Linked DNA regions of Sus scrofa: regions 1 and 2 are each linked to region 3. The links are chromatin contacts, called in public HiChIP or PLAC-seq maps. All regions are on one chromosome and are shown on one strand. Each heading gives the region's core, a stretch centred on a gene start, on an enhancer-like site or on the middle of the called end of the contact. The rest is flanking DNA. Distances are from core to core; before and after follow the strand shown. Region 1 holds the start of FAM207A (protein FAM207A). Region 2 overlaps FAM207A (protein FAM207A). Region 3 has its middle 22 kb from the start of ADARB1.

Region 1 (4,119 bases), core at 1,330-3,829, 160 kb before region 3:
GCTCTGCCGGGTGCCCACGGTGCCACCCAGACAGCCCGACCCTGAACCCTGACCTCCACCGCGTGGGCTCCCTACCGACTCTGGGCCACTGGGATCTGAGCACTGGCTGCCCGAAGCCGCTTCCTGGGGCTTTACCTGTGGGTCCTCAAAGAAGCCCCATCCAACCTAGTGTAGAGAGGGGGGAACTGGGGCTCAGAAATTCCTCCCTTGCCTCAGTCACCTCCAGGCTTGGCCACCTGCCTGGAGCGGGAGGACGGGCCTCCTGCGGAGAGACGGGGCTGGGGGCCTTCAGCGACCTGAACTCAAGCCAGGCAGGGTCCGAGGGAGAGCAGTGCGGCAGGGGAGAGGGGCACATAGGACGCGTGTCCGGCCTAAGGGGGCTAAGGAAGGCGTGTCTGGAGCGGGATTCACCGGGCGGGCTGGGCGCAGCACGGGGGAGGCTGGTGCAGCGCCCACGACCACCCCAGGAGGGAGGTCCTGACACTGGGCACAGAAAGACGCGTGGGGTTAGGGCAACCGGCCCAGGGCCCGGCAGGGTGGGACGCAGTGGGCCTGGGGCTCCACGTCCCAGCAGGGTCCCAGGAGCGGGTCAGAGCGGGGCACCCGCAGGGCCGCTGCGCGCAGGTCGTCGTCCGCTCTAAGGCGCCGCTGGGCGGGCGTGGAAACCCGAGGGCAGAGCCGGCGCTTCGCAGGAAGTCCTTGCGGAGGCCGCGAAGGATCGGGCAGACAGGCATGAGCGACGGCAGTGTTTGTCCCGAGGCTGTCCCGGAAGCCACCCTTCAAGACTGCGTGGGAACCCCAGACCCACTTGGAAGTCTTCGTATGGATCCTGCGTGCGCCGCGTTCGGCGGGGCCGAAGGGGCTCGGGGTCGCGGGAAGCGCCCGCGCTGGGATTTTCCCCGCCCTGGGCGTCGGTGCCCGCGGCGCCCCAGCTCCACGAGAAACCCCGGCGGGCCGTGAGCGCCCTCGCGCGACGGAAGAATTGCCTGGCGCCGCGCGCGCGAGAGCTGGGTCTGTCCGGGCATCACCAAGGCCACCTAGTCCAGCCGGGAGGCCGACAGCCCAGGGAACAGAGGAGATACGGCAGAGCTCTGGGAAAGGCAGAGCTGCCGAGGGTGCGGGGCCTCCCCGGAGACCAGAGCCAAGGGTAGCCTTTCCTGGAAGACCGGGAACCAACGCAGCCCCCCTGGGGAGGTAGGGGCTGCTGTAAACAGAAGGGGCTCCATTCCGGCCAAGGGTGGAGGGCAGGGCTGGAGCCCAGGTGGGGGTGGAATTTGGGGGGATGGATAAGGGGGCTGTTGGGGGGATGTGATAGGGAGAGGAGTTGGCCAAGAAAACACTTCCGTTTGGAGCTTGGGCCCCTTCCTGAGTGAGGGCTGCCATTCCTTCCGAAGGGGACTGTACTGCTGGGGTGGGCGGGGGCAGATTGGGATGGGAAGCAAGGCTTCCACTTTGGGATCGCCACAACTTCAGGTGGAGACCCAGAGAGGGGTCAGGCTGCAGGTGCAAATGTCAGGGCAGCAGGGTGTGGCCTGGTCGCCGAGGGAGATGAAGGGACAGACACAAAGAGAGGGGGCCCAGGGATTTAAAGAAAGTCCTAACAGATGCATTTTGCGGTAGCTGGACAATCTTTTCCTTTGAGAAAGCACGGGCTGCCGGGAAGAGGCAAGAAGCAACCCTGAGGTTGAGGCTGTCCTGCAGGCTCTGGGGGTGGCTAGGGGCAGAGATCACTGCCAGGTGGGGGGCTGGTGAGCAAAGGAGCCAGGAGCCAAGCCAGGGTCTCCCTGCCCGCCATCTCAGGAAACGAGGCCGGATGGAGCAGAGCATATACCTGTGTGTTGAAGACACCAGTGTCTCTGCACCAGCTGCCAGGAGATCATTCCTCCAGCGAGCTGAGTTAGCTCTCTGCCTGTGTGTGCCCAGCAGTCACTACCTCTGTGCTGTCTGTCCTTAGTTCTCCCCACAGCAGTAGAACCAGAGACCATCGCGTGACATTCCCCTAAAGAAGTTGTAGCTGCCACCAGATGGGGGGCACACGACTAGGTGGTGGGCTGGGTCTTCACCATCCAGAAAGCCTCCCAGAAGTTCTCTCCTCTTGCTCACAGCTGGACAAGAGGTTCTAGCCACAGGAACCTGATCTGCAGGTTTTGGTTAGACACCCACCCTGGCCACTGCGCAGGTGGTGATAGCGGGGCCATTGACAGAGTTGGGGTACTGAGCTTGAGAGCTGGTTTCTGGGTTTCTTCCAGGGGCACTTCTGTAAAGTCGCCCCTGTAAGTCCTGGCCTGATGTCTCTGAGGTGCCCCCAGCCCCCAGTCTTCCCGCTACTCCCGGGCATCTCTGACAGGCAGAAGCAAACCCAAGTTTGTTGTGTATTTCAACAAGCGTGAACCCCCCCAGCGCTGTGTCCATCACTCCCCAGTTATCAAGGCTGCACAGATTCCGACAATTAGCCGCCCCCGCCCCGGGAAGCCGGGCAGGGTCGGAGGCGGGACCCCTCGGCCCCGCTCCTCCAGCTGCAGCCGCGCCCTTCTGCGGCTCCGTCCCGCCCTTCCGGTGGCCTGCGCGTCGGGCGCGGGGAGAAGAGCGGATCCCAGCGGCCGGGCTCCTGTTTCCGCCGGGCCCCCAGCACGCGGGACCGACTTCCGGGGGCTTGTGGCGCGTGTGCCCGCGGCTTCCGGCGGGCTGTGGGTCTCCGCGGGCGAGATGGGGAAAGTGCGCGGCTTGCGGGCTCGGGTGCACCAGGCTGCGGTGAGGCCCGCGGGGGAGGCCGCGCCCGGCCCCGCGCCCCCCGCCCGGGAGGCGGCCCCTCCGCAGGCCCCGGCCGGCGGCGTCGGGGCGAAGGTCAGCTGGGGACACCGCCGGCGGTGGGGGGGGGGGCAGAGGTGCGGCGCACTGTGCGGCCTCGGGGGTCCCGGGCTGGCTTTGTGGGCGCCCCCCAGAGCCCGGGACCGCGGCCCGGGCCGTGTTGGCTGCGCGGCCCGCGGGCCTTCCCGGTCCGCGGAGGGTCGTGGCCTCCGTGGGCCCCGAGGCTCGGCGCACGGGCGCGACGGCCCGGGAGGGGTCGGCTTGCTCCGCGCCTGGCGCCGTGCGGGGAAGGACCAGAAGCCGGCCACGGCCACGGGCAGAAAGGCTGCTCGAATGCGGCACAAACAGCTCCCGGGAAAGGAAAGGGAAGTCCCAGGGTCATCAGAAAACGAGGAGCAAACTGAAGAGCCCCTGTGCCCCGTGCCCAGCCCTCCCAGCCCTAAGCAGCCGCCCATCTGTTCTGTGCATTTCGCATGGATGGAGTCCTAGAGATTGTGGCTTTCGCGTTGGGCTTCTCGCATTTAGCGTGGTTTCAACGTTCCTGCAGGTTGTATGACTATCACCCTTCACTCCTTTTTATGGTGGAAAATGTTCCACTGTGTGGTTAGACCATGTTTTATCACGGGCTGACCCGGAGCTGCCTGGAAGCATCTGCCGGTGTCTGTAACCAAGGGGCTCCTCTGGGGATTGTGGACCAGTCTTGTTGGTTTGTGGGGCCCATGGCTTTGGGCTAGTAGTGCTAAGGAGAACAGCTATGCTGTGTGCCAGGCCGTTTACATTGTCATAATCACGCCGACTGATTTTGCGGGGAAAAACTGAGAGATTAAATAAATTACCAAGGACACTTGGCTGCTGCTGTTTGAACCCAGGATCTGGCCCCAGTGCCCAGGCTTTCATAACAACGTTTTTACCCCCTAATATAATTGTGTTAATTTCTTGCATTTTATCTTGTGTAATTGATTAAAGAGCTAGATTTTCATATATGCATTATAAACTTTTTGGGTGTATTTCCCATGATATGTAATTTTTAAATTTTTTTTTTTTTTTTTTTTGTCTTTTTTAGGGCTGCACTCACGGCATAGGGAGGTTCCTAGGCTAGGGGTCAAATCGGAGCTGTAGCTGCCAACCTACACCACAGCCACAGCAACGCTGGATCTGAGCAGCGTCTGTGACCTACACCACAGCTCATGGCAACGCTGGATCCTTAACCCACTGAGCGAGGCCAGGGATGGAACCTGAGTCCTCATGGATTCTAGTTGGGTTCATTCACTGCTGAGCCACGTGGGGAACTCCTATAATTCTTAATTTTTA
Region 2 (4,034 bases), core at 652-3,151, 140 kb before region 3:
TCCCTAATTTCCATCGTCCGTGTTGTGCAATTTTCAGAGCAGAGGTCTTGGGTTTTTGGGTTTTTTTTCTGCACAAGCTTATTGCTGATTTTTAGTTTTTGAAGCTATTAGGAATGGAATTCTCAAAAGCTTCATTTTTCCAGCTTTCTGCTCTTTATTATTTACTAATTACTATCGTTTTGTTATTATTTTGTACTCTCTGGTCTTGCTAAAGTTGTCTATTAATTCCAGTAGTTATTTGGTAGATTTCTTGGAATTTTCTGCAAAATAATCGTACCACTTGTTAAAATAGAGACACGTTGACATTTTGCTTTCCAAACTGTGTTTTATGTCCTGGGCTCATCCTGCGGCCAGGGCTGGAGCCTTGGCAGTGTTGATAGAAGGGGTGGGAATTTTCCCTGGTCTCCGGGGCCAAGGACTGCGCCCCGGTCAGTGTCCCGTGAGCTGCTCTCTTCAGGGTTGGTAGCCCCAGGCCGTGATGCTGTGTGCAGCTCGTGGCCCTTACAGGACTCTGTCTCAGGCCCTGTTTACAAGGGACGCCCCTCTGTTTTGTGTAGGTGAGCAGACGTGGGCAGGGCAGTCGTGAGGGCACGCCTGGGTCGACGGGCCTTCCAGGAGCTGGGCCGGCCCCCCAGGCACTGCATAGGCGCAGAGGTTTCAGCTCATAGGAACTGCCCCCATCAGCACCCCACACAGGCGGTGAGGTTGGTTTTGGAGGCCTGGTTCGCACAGGGGAGGGCTCTCTTTTCGGTGGATGTTTTTACGGCCACACCTGTGGCGAACGGAAGTTCCTCAGTGCCGGTTCCTTGACCTGCTGTGCTGGGCGGGGATGGAACCCAAGCCAGTAGAGACAAGGCGGCTCCTTAACACACTGCACCACAGCGGGAGCTCCAGGGGGTGCTTTCTGGATTGTCCTGAAGCTGGTTTTAGAGTAAGTACATAGGAGGAAAGGGGTGTCAGCCTCTAGGAACCCCCACACCCACCCCTGCCAGCAGGTCTGTGAGCTCCAGCTCGCAGACCCGCCTCTTCTCAGCACAGGCGCGCCTCTGCAGGCAGACGCTTCGGTTAGGAAGCACCTTCCGTTCTGGGCTTTGTCGTCGCCCTCGTCCTGAGTGGATGGTGGAGGCCCTCGCTCTCTGGCCTGTCCAGTGGGGGCCTGGCCTGTCCCTTCGAAGCAGCCCCTGCAGAGACCCCGGACACGTGTCCCCGCATCATGCTATCTTGGCCTCGGCTCCACGCGCGGGGGCCGCGCTGCCTGGCCAGCAGTGCCCTGCCCTGACCAGCCGGCCTTGCCCTGGGCATCAGCGCCTGTCCTCCTGGGAGCCGGGCCTCTGCCCCGCTGCGCTGGGTCCCCGGGCGGCTTTGGTGCCGGGCCTGCAGCCGCGGAGGGAGCCGCCCCTCCCCTCCCTGCCTGAGCCCCCGCCCTGGGCTCTGGACGAGGCCCCTGGGTCCGGGGGAGTGGGGGACATTGCTGAACCTGGGGGTGGCGAGCCCTGAGGCGTCACCTGGTCGACTCTGACGGCTGCGGCTCGGCCTGGCCCAGGGCAGGAGGCGCCTGGAGCTCAGCTCGCTGGGGCGAGGCCAGCAGCCCTGGCCGCCCAGGCCCCCGGGCTCTCCCGGGCTGGCTGCGGCCCCGGCTGTGTCCCTGGCTTGGCTCCTCCGGGCAGGCCTCCCAGAGCTTCTCGGCGCTGCCCCAGGTCCGCGAGCTCGGGGAGGAGCTGCTCTGCCGGCCTCGGGAAGCCTGCCAGCCTCCCAGATAGTTTCGTTTCCAGAAATTACTCTCTTTGAAAATGCCTGTGAGGGTCCCCTCGCTTTGCACCACACCTTCTGGGGCCCTGAGTGTGCTGCTGGGGCCATCCCGAGTCTGTCTGTGCTCATGGGGTCCCTAACCAGGTCCCTGCCCTCCTGGCCGGCTCTGAGCCTGGTCATCACCGCCTTCTGCCCGGGGTGCCCTGCCTCCCTGGCCTCCCACACCTGCCCGGAGGGCTGACATGCGGCCACAACGCCCAGAGGCCCAGGGCAGACGCTGCCCTCGGGAGGGCGAGGTCCCCGCCGCGGGTGGATGGATGCTCTCCCCGGCATCGCCTGGCTGCTGCCCGCTGTGCCCCGAGTCCTCTGGCTTTCGTCAGGAGGGTGCTTTCAGCTCCCTTTTTCGATGTAATTCAGAGTCTGCAGCTCGGTTATTTATGGCCCCATAAACCTGGCACGATGGGGAGGCAGCTAGTGTCTCAGGCTCCGAGCCGGCCCTCCCCCATCCATCACAGCCTCATCTCAAGGTTTTTAATAGCAGAGCCTTTACCGTTTGTTTTACTTTCAAGGGCTCCAGTGCAGAACAGTGAGGAAATCAGATCCCACAGATCCAGGCAGCTTCCCCACAGCAGGGTCTACACCCAAACCGTGAGCTGGTTTCCACGAGCCACGCCGCGGAGAGAACGCGATTGAGTGCGCGTTCTATTGGGAGCTTGGGAAGTATTCTGTTTCAGCTTAATGTTTTGTCTTCATACGGCCGCACCTGCAGCACATGGAGGTTCCCAGGCTAGGGGTCGAATCGGAGCTGTAGCTGCCGGCCTCCACCACAGCTGCAGCAGCGCGGGATCGGAGCCTGTCTGCGACCTACACCACAGCTCACGGCAACGCCGGATCCTTAATCCACTGAGCAAGGCCAGGGATCGAACCTGCAGCCTCCTGGGTACTAGTCAGGTTTGTTAACCACTGAGCCACGACGGGAACTCCCTGGAATACATGTATCTTAGAAGGAAAGTCATATCCTGAGGTGGCGCCCCGCCTGGACCTGCCTGGGCCCCTGCTCCAGAGCAGAGCCGCAGCCCTGCCCTCTGCTTGGCACTCTGACCCCTGGCCCTGCCACCCCGTCCCGGGGTCTGTTCCAGCGCCCGTGCCCCCGCCCCGTGCAGGAGCCTTCTTGAGGCCCCGCAGCTCGGGTCCCCTCCTGTTTGGACCAGCCCCTCTCGCCATGTTCAGTGTGGCCCCCCATCGAGTCTTCATCGAGGACCACGTGCTCGCTCCCGGGTGCGTCCAGGGGCCACGAGCGCTCGGGCAGAGGGAAGGTGCCGGCCGCCGGCTGCGCGGCTCCTCGCGGCAGGTCCTCGGGGCCTGCGGCTGGACGGCGCCTCCGCGACTGCGGGCGAGCCGGCGGGGAGCCCGCACCCCCCGTTTCCAGGCCGAGCTCCGCTCTGCGGCTAAAGGCAGCGGCCAGGGCGCTTCCCTCGCTCGTCTTTGCCCTGACCCGCGGCCCCCTTCCTCAGAGATCGAAGCCATAAAGCTGGCGGAGCAGAAGCGCCAGGCGGAGCGGAGGCGGAGGGCCACGGCGGTGGTGGGGGACCTGCAGCCCCTGAGGGACGCCCTTCCCGAGCTGCTGGAGCTGGAGGCCGGCGCCCGGCGGCCGCCCGCCCGACGGTGAGTGTTGCGTCTGGATGCCCGGCCGCCTCCCCCCGCCGTGACTGCTGCCCCCCTGGGTCCCTTTGCTCTCCCTGGGCTGCCGCTTCCGTGGAAGGACAAGGCCACCCGGGCTGGCTGGAAGGTGCCCGAGTCGGGTGTGACCACGGCCTCAGCCAGAGAACAGACGGGAAGGGCGGGAGGCTTCCCCTTCTGGCCCAGCTGCCGGGCTGTCATCATTTACTGTGTTGTCCTGGAAACAGGTCTTCCTCCCCCTGGGTTCCCCCTTCAGGAGGAAGGATCTGGGGCCCCCGGCCCCCCTTTCACAGCCAGGGTGACGGGACGTGCTCAGGGCCCTGGGCTGCAGAGGTGGGTGGAGGTCCCAGCCTGGCTTGGGGTGGAAGGGCCCAGAACGCTGGTCCAGACGAGGAGTGGCCACCAGAGCTGAGATGTGGCGACCGAACCAGAGCCTGGGACGCAAATTCCATTCCTGGTTCTTGAACAAAAACTTGACCGGGTCAAGCATCCTCTCCCTGCCTTTCGTTTTCTCGTCTGAAGATGCCCTCGCGGCTCCCGGGGGAGGGCTGCCTAACCACGCGGCCGGCGGCCCAGGAGGAACGGGGGAGGCCGCCCGGGGCTGT
Region 3 (3,859 bases), core at 194-2,693:
CGCCCGCTCTGAGGGGCCCGGCCAGACCCGGGCTGCCCCGCCGCCGCCCGCCCGCCCCTCTCGCGGCCGCCACACCCGAAGGTCCCTCTTGCGACGGTATCTGTCAGCTCCTCTTTTGATTCCGAGTGGCGTCGCGGAAGACACCACATCCAGATGTAACAAAAGCAGGGGCATAAATCTGCCCGTACACACAGACCCGGGGTGCGGAGTTGGTGCCGTGGCGCCTCGGGTGTAGACCTGAGCCGCCTGTGCTCAGCTCCTGGGCTCGTTCTGAGAGGGTAGGACCCAGGCCCTGCCGCCTTCATGCGGTGGTTCTGGTTCCGCTTCTGCACGGCTGGCCTGCCGAGTTGTGATCGCGATGGGGCGAGGGGGTCCGGGCAGGGGTCTCCGTGAGCCTCTCCGTCACCTGCCTTAGCTCCTCAGGCAGGACAGCTCTTTGTTCCTGGGACAGTCCTGTTTGTCCCACACGGTGCCCCGGCCCTGGGATGGCCAGACCACGTCTGCACGTGGCCAGCCTGGCTGGGTGTCCTGAAGGCTGGGGAGGGGCCGGTGGCATCGGGTGGGGCTCAGCGGGCACAGGGGCACCAAGACCCACGTGCAGGGCTGAATCCTGGCCTGTTGGGGCCAAAACTAGACATTTTCCCCTTGGATGTGATTCGCAGGCTGCTGTCCCCTGCGGAGCACAGGCGCCGTCCCTAAAGGTCAGTGACAGAAATGAGGGATTCCCGGTGGGCTTCTGGCGGCGTCACCGCTGGGAAGGCGTCCTTGTGCCAGTCTCAGGTCGGCGGCAGCTGCACCCCCGGGCACAAGGGCACAGGCTGTCTCGTGTCCCCACCCCAGCCAGGGCACTGGGGTGGGGGGTGCCTCTGGGGTGCCCACCCCGGGCCACCGGCCAGCTCCGGCCTCCTCTGTGCCCGTGCTGGGTGGCGGCTAGGGACCCTGGCGTGGGGCTCATAGCCTCCTGGTTGGTGCGGACACTCCCCTTCCCAGCCTGGGGCCCACACTCCTCCTCGGCCCCGGGGCCTCGGCCTGGGCTCAGTCAGCGGGAAACGTCCTCAGTGGCTGCAGAGCCGCCGGTTCCGGGAGGGCGGTGTGGCGCCGGTGCCCGGAGTGACTGTGGCCACATTGGGGCGGGAGTGGGGGGGCGCAGAGCTTGGGACCCCAGGAACTCCACCTCTCAGAACCTGCTGCGGCTCCAGAAAGATGCGTATTGCATCTCGGACCTGCTCCTTCATTTGTGCTTCAAATCCTCACCGAGTGCCTGTTTGCAGGTGGTGACCAAGGCCTGGAGACGAGGGCGGGACAGGAGGAGGCAGCTGCCAGCGCCGGTGAGGGCGGAGAGCAGCTGTGCCACGGGCGATGTCGGCCGCGAGGGCCCCGCGGGGCGGGGCGGGTGGCTCTCCCTCTGAGGGGTGGCGCCACCGAGGGGACCCGGGAGGGGCCCTCGCCCGCTTCTCCCCGCACTCCCGCCACCTGCTGGCCGTGGTGGCAAAGGGTAGACGTGGAACCATGGGGAGACGGTGGTTTCGGGTTGTTTTCCCCCCAAAAAATTGAAAACCAAGCTGAGTAAAACTTGGTTTAACAGCATCAAGTTTTAAACTTTCTAAAAAGTGGCTGTGTTCTTCCCAGTTCTTCTGTGTTGGACCTTAAGTGTCCCAAGGAGACAGTTAGTGCAGCGTTGACCTCGAGAGCTGACTGAGGAAGCCTGTGCCGTGTTGGGGCGGAGTGGTATCTGCTGTTCTCGAGAGAGAGGGTTGGTGAGTTTTCCTGGCTGTTCTGGGCTCTGGCCATGGCGAGAGAGCTGCAGACGGACGTGTCAAGAAGAACCGGAGGCCGGTCCCTGTGCGGGACAGCTGGGGGTTGGCCCTCGCGCCCGGGCCGCTTCCTGGGAGGGGCTTGAGCGCCCTCTTGTGGACGGACTCCTGTGGCGTCCACTCCGCCAAGGGCTCTAAGGGGATCGGCCGCCCTGCCCGCCCTGGCAGACAGAATTCTGGAAGATGGACGGCTGCTGAGCACCTCGTTAACCACCCTTGGCTGTGCCCAGAGAGCTGCGGGCCGTTGCTGGTTCTAGGTCCACAGACGGCCTTTGGGATGCGGGCTTGCATGTTCCACGCGGTGTCTCCAGCACGTCCTGCGGTGTGTGGGGCCCCGCCGTGTGCGCCGGGGACCCCGCTGCTGGAGGCCAAAGCCCAGAGCCGCTGAGAGGAAGCGGCTGCGTTTCGCGTGACAGGGACGTGGCCTCTGCAGCACGCGGCGCGGGCAGGTGCAGGGGAAGAGACGTGGCCGGGGGAGGGAAGTCAGCAGGCGACGACAGTGCCGTCTGCTGGCGCTCTGGCAGGACGGGGGCAGGCGGCCTGTTCTCCGGGCAGGGGCTGCAGGCTTCGTGGGGTGGGGGCTCTGGAAAGATGTGTATTTGCAGGCAGATGGCATGAGGAGTTGGGCACAGGGCAGGGGTCTGGGCGACGAGACCAGACCTTTCTGGTTTTTGCTTTTCAGATTTGCCCGTGATGCCCTCCACGTAGACAGGCGACGTAGTTTAGAAGGGCTTTGGGTGGGAAGCAGCGGCCCGCGGCCCTCCCCTCCCCTGAGGCAGCGCTGCTTGTTTAAGAAGCTGTAAATACTTACGTTTCTGGATTGGCCGGTGTGAGGACGGCTGCAGGCGACAGAGGCCCAGTGTGAGGGCTCCACCAGCAGGAAGGGCCCCCGCAGCAGCGCCTGTCCAGGCTCTGCCCTGGTATCTGTCTGCCGTGCGTGAGCTCACCCACAGGTAGACAGGTGCTGGGGGGGGGCAAGGGACACCTGTGTGCTGTCTCTTGGGGCGGGTCCCAGAAGCTGCCACATGACGTGTCCATCGCAGGGGGCAGGGCTGGGGGCGCGGGGCTGGGACTGTCGTTCTCCACGGTTGGCCATGCAGGTACTCTGCTGTTGGCATAGGTGGCACTCACTGCCATGCTTCCTGTTTCTTAATGTTACACTTGCAGTTGTTTGATTTGTAAATTTTCAGTGTTGTCTCTTGATTTTAAGTTTAGGTGCAGGAGGACTTAGCTCACGTACACTTCTGCCGGCTCCTCTTTTCCTGTGTCATTTAGGATGCTTTGTGCTGACAGGAGCAGAAAACATACCCTATGGTGTCTTAAACCACTGAGGATTTGTTCACTTATTTCATAATAAGTAGTGCAGAGGTCAGTGTTTGCTAGAGTCAAGCAAGAGGCAAGAGTCCGGTTCAGTATCTCTGCAGTTCTCCCAACCATTCATGAATGCAGTGTGGCTGCTGTGGCTCCAGCCATCACATCTATGTCTAAGGCAGTAACAGTTGGGGAGGGATGGGCATGCAGCCCATTTCTGTTGTGTTCAACAGGGGCATTTCAGAACCCTCTGCATATTTTCAGCATGTCTCGCTGGCCAGAACTGTGTCATGTGGCTGTAGTCACAAAGGAGCCTGAGAAAATGAGTTTTAACTCAGTTGCAGCGTCTCTGGGAAAGAGTTTGGGGAGGACGCCGGGGTCAGCCCACCAGATTGGCAGCCGCACTTCTTGCTGAGGATCGTAGGGCTGCAGGTGCTTGGCCGGTTTCCTGGCCCTCAGACCATCTCCGAGCTCCCCAGCGAGCCAGGCGTACTGGTGCACTTACCGTGCCCACCGCTCCTCCCCCTCTCTCTACGGTTTGGCTCCTCCCACCTTGGCTTTCTGGGTTTTGAAACAGACTAGCAAGGAGAAAAGTCTGTTTTCTGTTTGTAAGCGTGGTTCAGTGAGTTCCAGACCCACACGTGGCACCTGCATTTAATGATGAGCAGAGGTTGGTGGTTACAGAGCCAGGTGAGATGCGTCTGAGAACTTCCCCGTCAGGTTTGTGCACAAAG

Evidence for each region. HiChIP or PLAC-seq counts read pairs in DNA pulled down with a chosen protein or histone mark.
Region 1: a contact with region 3 is called in an H3K27ac HiChIP or PLAC-seq map of skeletal muscle. The contact joins the promoter of FAM207A here to the enhancer-like site in region 3. A contact is called at or near these places in 4 of 5 promoter capture datasets (fetal liver, fetal skeletal muscle, liver and 1 more), 18 of 47 Hi-C or Micro-C datasets (alveolar macrophages, embryonic fibroblasts, fetal heart ventricle and 11 more) and 2 of 2 datasets of contacts at active chromatin or transcription factors (alveolar macrophages and skeletal muscle).
Region 2: a contact with region 3 is called in an H3K27ac HiChIP or PLAC-seq map of skeletal muscle, with 12 times the contacts expected there. The contact joins two enhancer-like sites. A contact is called at or near these places in 19 of 47 Hi-C or Micro-C datasets (alveolar macrophages, embryonic fibroblasts, fetal heart ventricle and 11 more) and 1 of 2 datasets of contacts at active chromatin or transcription factors (skeletal muscle).

The regions. Positions count from the first base shown.
Region 1 is chr13:207,558,301-207,562,419 of Sscrofa11.1, forward strand. FAM207A (protein FAM207A) reads left to right here and starts at 2,580. Exons shown (of 6, transcript XM_013990227.2): 1 at 2,580-2,844. The coding sequence starts at 2,707.
Region 2 is chr13:207,581,715-207,585,748 of Sscrofa11.1, forward strand. FAM207A (protein FAM207A) reads left to right here. Exons shown (of 6, transcript XM_013990227.2): 4 at 3,264-3,414. Among named protein-coding and RNA genes, the nearest start is that of FAM207A, 23 kb to the left of the region's middle. Within about 2 kb of position 1,902, at least 24 of the 83 cell types and tissues checked have an H3K27ac peak or open chromatin away from gene starts, as enhancers often do. A contact at or near this core is called in retroperitoneal adipose tissue, skeletal muscle and subcutaneous adipose tissue, where this site is marked.
Region 3 is chr13:207,723,343-207,727,201 of Sscrofa11.1, forward strand. No RefSeq gene overlaps it. Among named protein-coding and RNA genes, the nearest start is that of ADARB1, 22 kb to the right of the region's middle. Within about 2 kb of position 1,444, at least 16 of the 83 cell types and tissues checked have an H3K27ac peak or open chromatin away from gene starts, as enhancers often do. A contact at or near this core is called in fetal liver, retroperitoneal adipose tissue, skeletal muscle and 1 more, where this site is marked.